2 separate regions of the Mus musculus genome follow, and region 1 is linked to region 2. The links are chromatin contacts, called in public Hi-C maps. All regions are on one chromosome and are shown on one strand. Each heading gives the region's core, a stretch centred on a gene start, on an enhancer-like site or on the middle of the called end of the contact. The rest is flanking DNA. Distances are from core to core; before and after follow the strand shown.

Region 1 (7,307 bases), core at 1,713-4,212, 130 kb after region 2:
CCGTGCAATATATTTACCTTTGGACATCTGAGAGGGTTTTGAGATGATCCCAAGAGAACTGAGAGGGAAAGTTTGATTTTTATGAGATATTGAAAATAATTCTTCAAAAACTATATCCTCTGAGAATAGAGACTTTACATAAAGGTACTGACCTGAAGGTAAAAGTTTAATAGGAGGAAGAAAGTCAAAACCTTTACTGTTGCAATAGTTAATCAAATTTTCCTCTGGCTTAGAGCCCATATTATAGCTACAATTAAATCTCTCAGGAGAAAGGGATTGAAAATGGCAATGAAAAGAACAACAGAAAACAGATTTCCATCACATCATGGAAGAAAAACAACTGGTTCTAAAGTGCTATAGAAGCAATCTTGGTGATTTTAGCTCAGTTGTTCATCCTGGTATTATGATATTCAGCTTTAATGGCAAGAGGCACAAGTAGGCAGTGCTTGGAAGGGATTGCCTATCATTGTCTCAAAGTCACCCGAAGGTTGTTGGCACCTTTTTACTTGCCTTGTCTTGGGATGAGCAATACCCAGAGCAAATAATCAATTGCAGTCAAGGTACATTAAAGCACAACAAACCTTCTGTGTGACCTGAGAATGCTCTGACTGTTAGCATGTCCTGGAAAATGGGAGATTTTTTTATTAAAGGGAATATGTAGGGCCCTCCCTACATATTAAGGTATGGGCATTTACACTTCTGTTGTGCCCACCACTACCACCAGCTAGCATGGTAATCCATCCTAAAACAGTCATCCAGGAAAGAGAAATTAATATCTGTTAAATGCTTACTGTGTGTTAGATACTGCAGCACATGAATTCACACACATGTTCTTGAATCTTCACCATTTCTGTAGATTGGGTGCTTCCATCAGCCAATTAAATGAAAAAAGAAAATGAGATTAAAGCACCTGTCTGGAATCACACAGCTGGTCAGGACTGAACTCAGTCCATGGTCACACAGGGCCCTGGCTTTTATCATTACACATCCACTTAAGGACCAGGAAACATCTTCCACTGAGGGCTGCTACCAAATGGAGGATGTCAGCATTCAATTGGTTCAGGACCATTTGTCATTAAGTCCTTTGTCCCAAATGAACTCTGCTGGTCTCTCAATCTATCACTGACTACAGGCAAACCCTATTTAGAGATCCATTATGTTGTTCTCAAGGAAACATTTTCTCAACAGGAAGGAAAAGAGTACAGGAGAGCATCTGAGGAGTCGCAGTGGTGGCTGTGAATCTTCTCATCTGCACCATCAGAGACATCCTAGAAGACTTGAGCTACCATGAGAGAAAAGATCTGAACCTGGCCTTGAGCCTGTGTAAGCTGTGTTCTGATCTGGGCTCTTGTGGCCATTAAAAACAGTCTTTTCCATGGCTTTAAGCACGTGTTGAATTTAGAGAAATTAATCCTGTTTGAGACAAATGAATGTATGGATAATCCCAAGAAGAACTCCTAAGCTCAGTGATACAAGGATAAAACAATAGTCCTGAAGTACGCACACTTTTTTTTTATTGAAGTAAATGGGGCAGGGAGGACAATGCTGATGGATGGTAAAATATAGAGACGGGGAAAAGGCTGAGAGATGCTGATCCTTTGATGTCTCATGGACCCCTCATGTGTTTTAGTCACCACATGCATTGCCATTCCAGTCTTGGTTTACTTCCTGCATGGCCTGCTTAGTAAATGACCCCAACACTCAGCCCATTCTATAACCCTGAAAGCAAGCCCCAGAAGCCACCTCTCTACCCCCTTCCTTGTATGTAGCCAGTCACTGGCTTTTGTTGTTACCCTTGAATTATTTCTCAACTCCTCCCTTTGACTTCTGCCACAATTAAACCACAGGAATCAAAGCCACAATCATCTCCTTCCTTACAGAAAATTTTCTAGTCGGCTCTCTCCACCCTATTCTTAGCTGCATTACGGATGCTTTTCTTCATGTTACATTGGATTTAGAAGAATAGGAAAGGAATTAAAATATTCCCAGTACAAAATACTAATAAGTATTTTAAAAATGGAAGTTTTGCTTTATTTAAAGATATAGTCTATGAGCGTGTCATATTAAATTACTACATCACATGCCATAAGTAGATACCATTCAGTAATTTTGAATGAAAAATGATGATAATAAGCCCCTTCCTTAGTAGACTGGATAACTTACATTAACTCTAGTCGTTGCTATATATGTTCTTATTTTTAATAAATTATTCTTGTAACCCCATGCCTACTTCTCATCTCCATTCTTTCTTCTTTCTCAACAATGCTCAGCCAGTTCCTCTGGGAAGCTTTCCACCACTGACTAATATCAGCTTTTGTGTTCCTCCTGAGAGGTGCCTCAGTTCCCTGTTTCCACTCTCTTGAAGCCAGGTCACATGACTTAACCTCTGGCCCAGGCACCCTCAGAAAGCTGAACCCATTCGTGTTTCTCAGCACACTGTCTGACACACCATAGGAACTCAATGTGTGTTATTGCTGAGAGTGTGCACAGAAGCTAGAAAGCACACTCAGCAGAATGGAGAGAACTGCACTAGAGCTCCTGTGTGAAAATCAGTGCGACTTTAGTCCAGAAAAAAAAAAAAAAACTGGAGGCTCAAAAAGGTCTCCAACTGACATTTTCTAGTAAAATAAATAAATAAATAAATAAATAAATAAATAAATAAATCTGTTTAAAGACATTAAGATCTATCTGCCATCACTCCATACCTCCTGTTCTCCTATGGACACTCTGCTTGGACACTCTGTTTTCAGAGTACATTTCTTTCTCACTGGCCTTCCCAATGATATCATTTGCTGAAGTGCCATAACAGAGGTACACAGTTTCAGCCACAGAAACCCATTGTCCTGCAGATCTGGAGTTCCATCTGTGGTGAAGAGGTTGGCAAGGTTGTTTCCCCCACCCCAAACCCCCGCCCAGGACTCTGAGACACAGTCTGTTACATTCCTCTCTCCCAGCTTCCAGTGGCCTTAGTCATTCCTTGGCATGGTGATGCTGTTTCTCTTCCCCCTGCATCTTCACACTGCTTATCCTCTGTGCGTGTCTGTCTCTTCACATGGCACCTTATTCTCATATTACTCGTCTTAAATAAACATATCTGTAAGGAACTTACTTCCAAATAAGGTCACATTGTGACATACCAGGAGTGTGTGTACATATACATATACACATAAGTGTGTGTGTGTGTGTGTGTGTGTGTGTGTGTGTGTGTGTGTGTGTGAATTTAAGGAAGATACAATTAGTAATACAGATGAGCATTTTATAGCTACCGTTATTGAGGCTCTGCCTTAGGTCCATGCAAACCAAAAATTTTAATACTATATGCATCTAAGGAAAGGAAAGTTCAAATTCATTTCCTATCAACATCTTTAACAGAAATAAGTTTGATGGCACATGAAACATTCCCTTCAATAGTTACTTCCTGTAAAGTTATGTGTGCAAGAGTGCCAAGGGGAACATAAAAGCCCTAATGATGTCTTCAAACACCATGAAGAGAGAAACCCTGGTGGATCAGGGATTTTTATCTAGGGAAAAAATACTTTTAAAGATATCGTCCTTCACAAATGATAATCACTTAATATTTATACAATAGCTATTTATTCTTTACAAGTATATCTTTATCAATAGACAGAAAAATTACTTTCAACTATTGTATTTTAGAATTCTATTACAATGCTCTCAAGGCTAAAATGAGTAACACTGTTTCACACCTTGGTACTACATCCCTTGAATGCTGTGCTACAGTATTGCTAAGAACAATTGGAATTTTCTTTGACTCTTAGTGAGTTTTCATCAGAATAAAGATACAGTTTTCCCTAGGGCAGATGCATTCCTGCATAATTGTTAATGGGTGTGTAGTAAAGGTGGAAGAAAAATACAAGTTTTTAAACGAACAAATTTGGTTAATGAAATACTAATTTTGAATCCAAAGGATTACCACAAATAGTCCTAACCAAACCGAAATCCTCTTCCAGGAACTGAAAACAATTAAAAGACTGTGATTTTTTTTTTCTTATTTACATCCTACAGACGTATTCAGACCAGAGGGTTTTTGATTGCCTGTCAGCGCAGGGAGAACAGCGAACAACTGAACCTAGTTTCTTCATGAGAGTGAATATCTGTGAAATCACTGCAAGGAAAGAAGAGATTAACAAATACAAACTTCTCTTCTGTGAAGAAGGAGGGATATATAATTAGAGTAATTACAGTTTAATCCTCAGGATTATATTGATAATTAGAACAGAACAAATGTGATAAAACAGATCAGTATTTTCAAATGGCAGGTGAATATCTATTAATAGTTTATAGAACCAAATTACTGAGTCACATGTAATAATAAACAAACATGGCTGAGAATATATGTAGCTCAGTGGCAGGAATGTTTGTCTAGTACACCCGAGGCTCTGAGTGCTAATGAATGGTGAAGCCTTTACTAGTTATGAATTCACAGCAGTTATGGCTGCTTGAATAAGACCAAACTAGTAAACATTCCATGATGGATGTCAAGATAACTCCCAGGCTGGAAGCTATTAGCAGCTTATGAATGGCAGGAGAGGGAGGGTCACTTTTATTCAAGGGTGCAACCTTTTATATGTTGCCTGTTCTCGAGGGTGTCCTACACTCATATGCCTGTAAGCAGTATGAATTTGGCTCAGTGAATTATAAAGAAAAAGAAAAAGAAGAAAAAGAAAATATGAAGTGGGAAGAGAGCATGGAAAGAAGCCAAAAAGAAGTTGGAGAAGGTTATAAGTGGATATAATCAAAATGCATTTATATATTTTCAAAAAGAGATAAATAAAATAGTATTTCATGACATCTTTATTCTGAGTTTACTAAGTACCATATCAATAAGATATGTATATTTTACTGAAAATTATTCTCATACGAATTTGAAAGCTACTAGCTATCAACTCAGCTGTTTTGGCTCAAAACTCCTCTCCAAACTGACTGATTCAAATGGACTTCTCTTAGCTTTTGACTGAATTGCTCTGCTTGGCTTCAAACTAATTCTGGCAATCTGTTCGAATTTTCTGGATTCTAACCTTCTGGATCTTCCTCATTCTCTGGCCCCTTCTATCTTCATGTATAACCTGTCTTTGTAAACCTGCCCCCCCCAAAATCAATCTCTCTCTCTCTCTCTCTCTCTCTCTCTCTCTCTCTCTCTCTCTCTCTCTCTCTCTCTCCCCTTCCCCTCCCTGTTCCCCTCTCCTTTTCCCCTCTACCATCCCCCATTTATCTCTGAGCTTCTCTCTTAAGAGACCTCTCTTTCCTGGACTGTTCTTAAGAGGGATGAATCCTTTCTCTGATTCATTCCATCAAATTTTTTTCTCTTATTCATCACTTTGTTACTCAATTAAAAGTCACTTCCAAACATGGCTGCTTCCTCCTACAAATTAACTTTGCCTGCAGTGTGTGGGATTAAAGGTGTGCACTAAGGTCCTGTCTGTATTCCAGCCAAAGGGATTAAATGTGTGTCATTCCAGTCAGATCACACAGTCCTAGGTCTTTGGATGTGTTCCTTTGCCAAAGCAGGCATGTTGCTGGATAAAATTTCTCTACACTACACACTTGAGTCTGAGAAGTCGGAGGCCCAAAGCCCAAATAGTTGGCTAAGACTGACTCCTATCTCTGAGAGGTATTTTGTCTTCCTTCCCTCCAGAAATGGAGTAGGCAGATGTCAAAGGGAAATGATGAATCTCTAAAAAATCTCACACAAATAACATTATAATATCTTGTAAAAAAAAAAACTGAACCAATAGCATCTAAGCAATATCAGGTTTAATTTACCAATATAGTTGCTGACTATATACCAAGAAAGGAGAGGATAAAACAGGACTCTGGGCCGTGATTCTCCCTGAGGGAAATAAACAAAACTGCACCAGAGCCCAGAGATTGAGCTCTAAGCTCAGATAAATATTCTCACATAGTACAGATTCCAACCTATAGCCTCAATTTTTAACGTGTCTAAATATTGTTTATGGTATGTGCAAGATTGCCACAGAGAAAAATGGCATTTATATAATCTGATATGCTGTCAATTTAGGAAAAATAAAAATACCGACTAGATTATTTTTTCTCCCAAACAGAAAAAAAACTCCTTATATTATGGGGATATATATATATCCCCATAATATAAGTTTTTATAGTGCAGTTTTGTTTATTTCCCTCAGGGAGAATCACGGCCCAGAGTCCTGTTTTATCCTCTCCTTTCTTGGTATATAGTCAGCAACTATATTGGTAAATTAAACCTGATATTGCTTAGATGCTATTGGTTCAGTTTTTTTTTTACAAGATATTATAATGTTATTTGTGTGAGATTTTTTAGAGATTCATCATTTCCCTTTGACATCTGCCTACTCCATTTCTGGAGGGAAGGAAGACAAAATACCTCTCAGAGATAGGAGTCAGTCTTAGCCATAATATATATATATATTATGAGTACATTGTCACTCTCTTCAGACATATCAGAAGAGGGTGTCAGATCCCATTACAGATGGTCATGAGTCACCATGTGGTTGCTGGGAATTGAACTCAGGATCTGGAAGAGGCACCTCTCCAACCCAATATATTTTTTAATTCAGGTGGTGCAAGGATATTAAAATAAACCCTAACATCCCTGATGATCGTGTGTGTGTGTGTGTGTGTGTGTGTGTGTGTGTGTGTGTGTGTGTACATATACATCTGTATTTTTATAAAGCATCATTATCTTTACTAACCACTGTAATTGAACTAATAAAATTTGCTGCTAGTCTTAACTACCAAGATGAATATATTTGGGCTTATTAACAAAACTCACAGAGGCTTCCTAATATTTTATTCGGAAACCAAGTGGCTGAGCTCTCCCTGGGAGCTGCCCAAGCTACACATGGCCTTTGGGCTATAAATGACTCATCGATGGACAGCCACACAGGCAGCTTGGGAATTTCCATCCTTGTTCTGGTGAGCTTCCAAGGCTATAACTGAGGATTCTCACCTGTCTGCTTCTTCCTCAGGCTTCCCAGCAGAGAGTGAGTAGACCATATCAGTGGCAAGTGTGAGACAGAGTTCCTGAAGAGTGAGAAAGTCTTACTAATGTGTGCGGACAGAAGGTCAGGCGCCTCATTATACACCTCCAAAGCCTTCTCCAAACCCTCTGGAGACCTGACTTCTTATTTACCTTATAATCCCACCATCTCATGTGAAAGAAGCCAATGAGCTTAATTTGAATGTCTGCATCTCAGACCTCATTTCTAAACTCTATTTCTGTTCCTCTAAGCCCCTTTGTCAGTTAGGTCATATGGCTCACAGGATTCTCTGCTATGTGTGACTCA
Region 2 (6,887 bases), core at 3,100-5,599:
CCAAGATATAAGATACAATTTGCTAAACACATGAAACTCAAGAAGAATGAAGACTGAAGTGTGGACACTATGCCCCTCCTTAGAATTGGGAACAAAACACCCATGGAAGGAGTTACAGAGACAAAGTTTGGAACTGAGATGAAAGGATGGACCATGTAGAGACTGCCATATCCAGGGATCCACCCCATAATCAGCATCCAAACGCTGACACCATTGCATACACTAGCAAGATTTTATCGAAAGGATCCAGATGTAGCTGTCTCTTGTGAGACTATGCCGGGGCCTAGCAAACACAGAAGTGGATGCTCACAGTCAGCTAATGGATGGATCACAGGGCTCCCAATGGAGGAGCTAGAGAAAGAACCCAAGGAGCTAAAGGGATCTGCAACCCTATAGGTGGAACAACATTATGAACTAACCAGTACCCCGGGGCTCTTGACTCTAGCTGCATATGTATCAAAAGATGGCCTAGTCGGCCATCACTGGAAAGAGAGGCCCATTGGACACGCAAACTTTATATGCCCCAGTACAGGGGAACGCCAGGGCCAAAAAGGGGGAGTGGGTGGGTAGGGGAGTGGGGATGGGTGGGTATGGGGGACTTTTGGTATAGCATTGGAAATGTAAATGAGCTAAATACCTAATAAAAAATGGAAAAAATATCAGATAAAAAAAAAGAATAGAAATACAATATAGGAAAACACTTAAAGGATTTAGGAGAAAAGGAGTTGAGTCAGCTGGATGGCTCATTGGAGAGGTTGAGTAATAATGTTGCTGTTGTTTGGGGATGGAGATGCAATTCCTGTTTGTTCACTGAGATGAATAGTAGAGTAGATACAGGGAACAGATGGGGAGAGGGGAGAAATACATAGACAAGAGAAGATATTTGCTGGAGAAAATTTCCCACAAACCAAAGTTGAAATAGGGTTTATGAACAAACTGTAGAGTTTGTTCTACAGGAAATAGGATATATAGGACATCTATAGTACCAAGTGGGAAGAAATTTCGAATCGGAGGACCATGATAGAGACCATTTGAGAGTCCAAGGCGATATCTGCTCTAACAAAAAGCAAATTCTGTCAACATGAAAGTAGATTGCAAGACATTTATTATAAAATAGTATAAATAAATAAAAATGTAGAAATAATAGAAGGAAAGCAAGAGAATGTGGAGTCTGTGCCTGTGAAAGAAGAGAGGGGGATGTGCAGAGCCTTCCACTCCAGGGAGAGTCTGGAAGTCTGAGACTAATGGAAAGCTTCTACACTAAGATTTACTTTACAGATGTTTTGCATCTGACATGAGGGTACAGCTCTATTAGACTCTCCAGTCATTGGCCTGGGCAGTGTCGGTGAAGAACCGCCATGATATAAACCTCTGAACCCGAAGTGTGCAGTACCTACAAGCTATCTGGCTACTTCCTGCTTCTGACGGATCCTCAGCAGAAGAGCTCAGTGACAAACCTCTATGACTGCCACCAAAGCACAAAGAGATGAGAGAAGAAGCAAACTACCATCTGTGATGGCAGGTAGAGAATGGGTGATTCTCAGTCAGCGTGAAGGGTCTTTTGAAAATCACGTTCCTGATTCATGTTGTGCTTTTGCCTGGATGTGCATAGATGCTCAGATTTAGGGCCCAGGGCAAAGAGAAAATAATTCCGTCAGGGTAGAAGTCTAAGCCATTGAATACAATAAAGCAAGATAGGGGCTTGAGGTATTTGAGGACGTATGCACAGAAGTGAGCAATAATTGACAGAAAGAAGGACATCATGACTTAAAAAAATAAGTAATCAAAGAAACAAACAAAATCAGTCCCAACAGACAGAAAACAAATCATAAACAGATTGTGCTAAAATAGGGCATAGATGAAATTCAGATACTAAAAAGAGAAGACCAGAAATAAGACCTTATGATTAGTGATCAGAAGATAGGACACAAAAGTTGAGACACTGAATTGTAGTTATTAGAAATAAAGGGCCTTGTACGTTACCAAGACAAGTAATGATGATGGTGGATTAAAGGGCAGTTAGAAAGCGGAGAGAAAATTCAGAACAGAAAGTGGGCAGTTAGAGACCTTACTTACATGTATGTTGAAATTAGCAAAAATAAGAAAAGAATAGTAAAAGGGAAACTAATGAGGAGCTGGCAACTAAAATTCACTCATGAACTAATAATTCAAAGGGCAGTAGTGATGGGAAGTGGAGAATACAGTCTGTGTGATACTTATGGTTTGAGGGAGTGAGGGAGTGTGGGAGAGCAATGGGACCCCCTAAACTGCCTCTAGACCCATGGGTACCAGTGCTTTGACAGCTAAATGAACCTTGGCCGATGGACAGAGCCCTGGAGGGGATAGAATCCTCAGGGCAGACATTGGTTTGGGTCAGGACAGGAAGTTAAAACTAACGTGTCCTCTTTTCCAAGTCTTCAAATCGGTCTTAAATAAACTTTGTTACTGTGCACCTTAAAAAAAAGTAACAAGCATTCAAGGTCAGCTCAAGAGATGTGAACCTGGAAGGTAGCTCGTTTTACTTAAAGAGGGAGCTATAGGTGCTAAAGAACTCAGTGGTTAAGAGTACTGGCTGCCAGTATAGAGGAATGCCAGGGCCAGGGCCAGGAATGGGAGTGGGTGGGTTGGGGAGCAGGGGGAGTGGGGGAGGGGATAGGGGATTTTCAGAAAGGAAACTAGGAAAGGGGATAACATTTGATATGGAAATAATGAAAATATCTAATAAAAAAAAAAAGAAAGAAATGTCTTTTAAAAAAAATGAGTACAGGCTGCTTTCACACAGAACCTGGGTTCTGTTTTCTGCACCCATGTGGCAGCATTCAACCATCTGTAACTACAGTTCCAGGGGATCTATCACCCTCTTCTGGCCTCTGTGGGTACTGCACACATGTGGTGAACCTTCTTACAATCAGGAAAACAGGAAGACATAAAATAAAATAACTTTGAAAGGAACTAGTAAAGAAACAAAGACCTTAGGAATCAAAGGACACAGTCCCTGATTTGGCTAGGAAGTTTGCACTGGGAGGTAATAATATTAGAATGTAGGACATGAGCTATCTGGAAGAAACTAGATCCAAGTTGAGGCCAAAATTTAAATAAATAGATAGATAGATAGATAGATAGATAGATAGATAGATAGATAGATAGATAGATAGATAGATAGATAAAGTAAAACTAGACGGTGGTAGAACTAAAGAAAACACACAGCCACTGCTGTTGGCCACAACTGGAAGGCAGAGTGGAGAAGCCCAGCTTTGCCTCTTCTGACACACTTTGGTCACACCAGTGATTTCTCTCCATTCGGCCTCTTTGGCACCCAGGCCACAGTGGAGCTCTGCCACCTGTACTGGAAGAGAAATGTAGGGAAGGGACCAGGAGAGGAGTCTGCAGGTGATTTGCATAGGAATTCAAGAAGCTGATGCTATGGAGAGCTATTTTCTATGCTCCTGACTTCTAGAAGGCCCATAGGAGCATTTCAGGAATTGGGAAGGAATAAGGTTATACTTTGATGTATAAAGAATCATCTAAGAATCGTGGAAGATAAAAGGGGAGGAGCAAGGACTGAAGGCGCCTACCTGGAATCACACCACTAGGCAGGAGGATCACCAATTGGAGGCCAGCCTGAGTTCCAGAACAAAACCTTATCGATAAAGAAAGGGAATTCACAGATACTAGCAGGAGGGAGTGTGACCCTGGAGACTGGAGCTTCTTGGGTCAAATAGTAGGGAAGTTGCTGGCAGACAAGATCTGTAAGAGCGGGAGGCCTTCTCCCTGTTAGTAGGAGAAGATGCCAGAGCATATACACATGTTAAGGGGGAGAGGCTAGAGAATGTGACAGAGATGAAGAATAGAGATGAACGCAAAGGGGAGAAGAAAAGGGGAGGGCAGGGCAAGGAAACTGGAGAACTCTGGCTGTTAAGTATGTCCGGCATCTACTCCCTGGTTTGGGTAAGAACCCTGGCTGACTTTTATTTTCCTAAGAATCCAATCTCCTCCTTAGGTTCTTGGAATGTAGGAATGTAGTTTAATTTCCCCCAAGTTTTGTTTTCTACTGAATTCTAGAATCCCACCTGATATTAAGGCATTGTTTTGAGTATGAATGTGATTGTGGTGTGTGTGTGTGTGTGTGTGTGTGTGTGTGTGTGTGTGTGTGAACAGTAACTTTTTTTTTTCCTGAAACTCACGACTAACTTCTTCTCTCAGGGGTGAGCTTAAATGGATAACTAAATTTTAAATACATAATATGACGTTATCAGTGATTTTTTTTAAAAGCCCATGTTTCATTGACTTAAGTTGTTATCTGCTTGAGTAAACGAAACCAGGGCGTGACTCACCCTGGGAAAGTGGGAAGTGAGTCTGTGGGAACGCATTTCCTATGGTAACCTTAGAAGACTGCAGTTTGTTGTGCCTCCAGATCCCTAAGCACCAAGACATAGAAACATTTACAGCTTCATCTCTGACCTCCCAAGGGCCCTGCTTCTGCCTAGCCTTCTTCAGTGGGGATGTGTGTCTGTAAGAGCGGGAGACCTTCTCCCTGTTTGTTCTCATTAGTATGAGAAGATGCCAGAGAAGGTTGACTTGGCTGGGTGGAGTGTGTTACTACAACAACCTGAAGTAATCACACATCTTTGGAAAGCACCAAAAATCAGGCACAGGAAGCATAGCTCAGCCATTTAGAATATTCAGGAAGGAACTGGAGGCAAGGCCTAGAAATCAGATGCAGCATGGGGCTGAAAATTAGGGTTTCTATTGTTCACAAATAAATCAAACAATGGTATTTTAAAAATAAAAATGTTGTGTGTGGTGTGTTTTATTTAAAAAAAAAAAGCCAAGAATATGTTTTGTAGACCTCGGATTGGCGTGGTGGGAGCAGGTACCTCAGAAGGCCCGTGCTGAGACATTCCCCTCCCACTCGAGATACCAGCCATATGGTGGGTCTAGTATAGACAGATTTTATTTGGGAACATGGGAAGGGGAGTTGAGAAGGGAGTAGAGGCAGAGAAAGAGAAGGGGACAGAGAGAGACAAAGAGAGAAGAGGCTGGTGGAACATGAAGGGGATAGGGGGAAGGTTAGAGGGGGAGAAAGGGGTTAGGGAGAGTGAAGATGGTCAGAGAGTCAGAGAGATAAAAGGGGCAGAGAGAGGGGAGGAGAAGACAAACAGCCCTGTTTATAGCAAGCCAGGCCTACCTGGTGTTGCCAGGTAACTGTTGAACAGAGCCTAGAAGAAATGCCAACAATGCTTTCATCACCAAAGTAGAGATTTTTTTTCAATGTCTTATTATTTTTGCTTTCACTAAAAATGACTCATACAAGACCTTGGGGTTCTGTTTTTGTTTTTTGTTTTTTGGTTTTTGGTTTTTGGTTTTTTTCCCTCAGTGTACTACGATAGATCCAGTTATTTCTCAGCCTACAGCACTTTGAGTTTCAGTATGGATGTGTCATAGCCTGGCCCAACAACAACAAAAAAAAATTGTCAACAAGACAATGATTGTGAGAGCTAATGGCCACCTCCATTAACACATGCAAATTAAGCATATTCAAGGACTGCTATATAGTCAACGTTTTTGGATTTCAAATATGAATACAGTCCTGTGGTACTCGCTTCCTTTTCTGTGTGAGGACTTAATGTCTTCCCATTTGTCTATATTTGCTTGAGTTCCTTTTAGCTTGGAGATTTTGGGGGAGGGGAGTGAGGAGAGAGAGAGATGGAGAGATGGAGGGACAGAGAGACAGAGAGGGGGCTGTCTTCCTCAATCCCTTTCCACTTTACTTTTCTGAGTAGGGTCTCTCAGTGGGTTCCAGACCTTGGCTTTAGGCTAGCCTGGCTAAGCCTCTTGTGGTAGGATTACACAAGTGTACCACCATATCAGGCTGTTCAGTATAGATCATTGTGCCTTCTTTACCTACTGAGCCTTAGCTCCAGCTCAGTTTCTGGGTCTTAACAACTGAAAAGCAAATCCTTGGCCAATGTTCTGAAGTGTTCCTTCTACGTTTTCTTCTTGTCAGTTATAGTTTCTGGCCTTGTTTTTCTGCTTTTCACCCACTTCAAATCGGTTTCTGTAACTGCCAAAAGTGAGATAGCTGTCTAGTTTCACTTGGTTTTGGGTTGATTTCCATCTCTCACTGTTTTTTGAATAGATTGTCTATTTCCAATCTATATCTTTACTACTTTTGTCAAAATCCAGTTGGTTGTGGATGAGTTTACCACCAGGTTGCCAGCAGTCTGCATGTCTGTATGTCTGTCTGTTTTTATGCTGGTTTGTTCACTCCAGCTTATTACATTTTGATTCAAGATAGTTTGTTTTGTTCTTATTGATCAATATTGAATATTCAAGGAGGGGGTTGTCTTATCAATATTTTTGTTTGTAGTTTTGCAGAGAATTCCCTTGATATTTTGATAGGAGTTATGTAGAATCGGAAACTTGCTTTGAGTAGTGTAAACTTCTTTCTGCATTTTTATTGGGAATCCCATACATACACATAATGAATTTTGCTCAAATTTAACCCCTACTTCCTCCCCCCCACCCCAGTTTCTCCCTAAGCATCAAACTTCAACCTCCCGATTTCATGAATTCACAATTTGTCTTTTTAAAAAACAACTCAGTGTGGCTACTTTGACAACACAGATTTTTCCGATCCACAGCCATGGGTTATCTTTGCTTTGTATCTTGCATTAATGTTTTGTAATGTTTTACTATATCTTTGCTTGAATTCATTCTCACGTAATTGTTGTAGCTACTGTAAATATGGTTGCTTCCTTGATTCCTGTCTGCCATTCAATGATACTACTGACATTTTATGTGTTGATTTTATATCTTGCAATTTTTCAGAATGAAAATATTAGTTCAAATAATTTTAGCAGTATTTGGGTTTTTTTTTTAATTAT

Evidence for each region. A called contact is a pair of places that touch in the nucleus more often than the background predicts.
Region 1: a Hi-C map of the C2C12 cell line shows a contact between it and region 2, with 4 times the contacts expected there. The contact joins two enhancer-like sites. A contact is called at or near these places in 4 of 484 Hi-C or Micro-C datasets (the C2C12 cell line, cortical neurons, embryonic fibroblasts and 1 more).

The regions. Positions count from the first base shown.
Region 1 is chr16:55,629,454-55,636,760 of GRCm38.p6, forward strand. No RefSeq gene overlaps it. Among named protein-coding and RNA genes, the nearest start is that of Gm23003, 38 kb to the left of the region's middle. Within about 2 kb of position 2,963, at least 51 of the 459 cell types and tissues checked have an H3K27ac peak or open chromatin away from gene starts, as enhancers often do. A contact at or near this core is called in the C2C12 cell line and embryonic fibroblasts, where this site is marked.
Region 2 is chr16:55,500,617-55,507,503 of GRCm38.p6, forward strand. All of the region lies in intron 1 of Gm45968 (a long non-coding RNA gene), which reads right to left. Among named protein-coding and RNA genes, the nearest start is that of Mir5118, 9.3 kb to the left of the region's middle. Within about 2 kb of position 4,350, at least 55 of the 459 cell types and tissues checked have an H3K27ac peak or open chromatin away from gene starts, as enhancers often do. A contact at or near this core is called in the C2C12 cell line and embryonic fibroblasts, where this site is marked.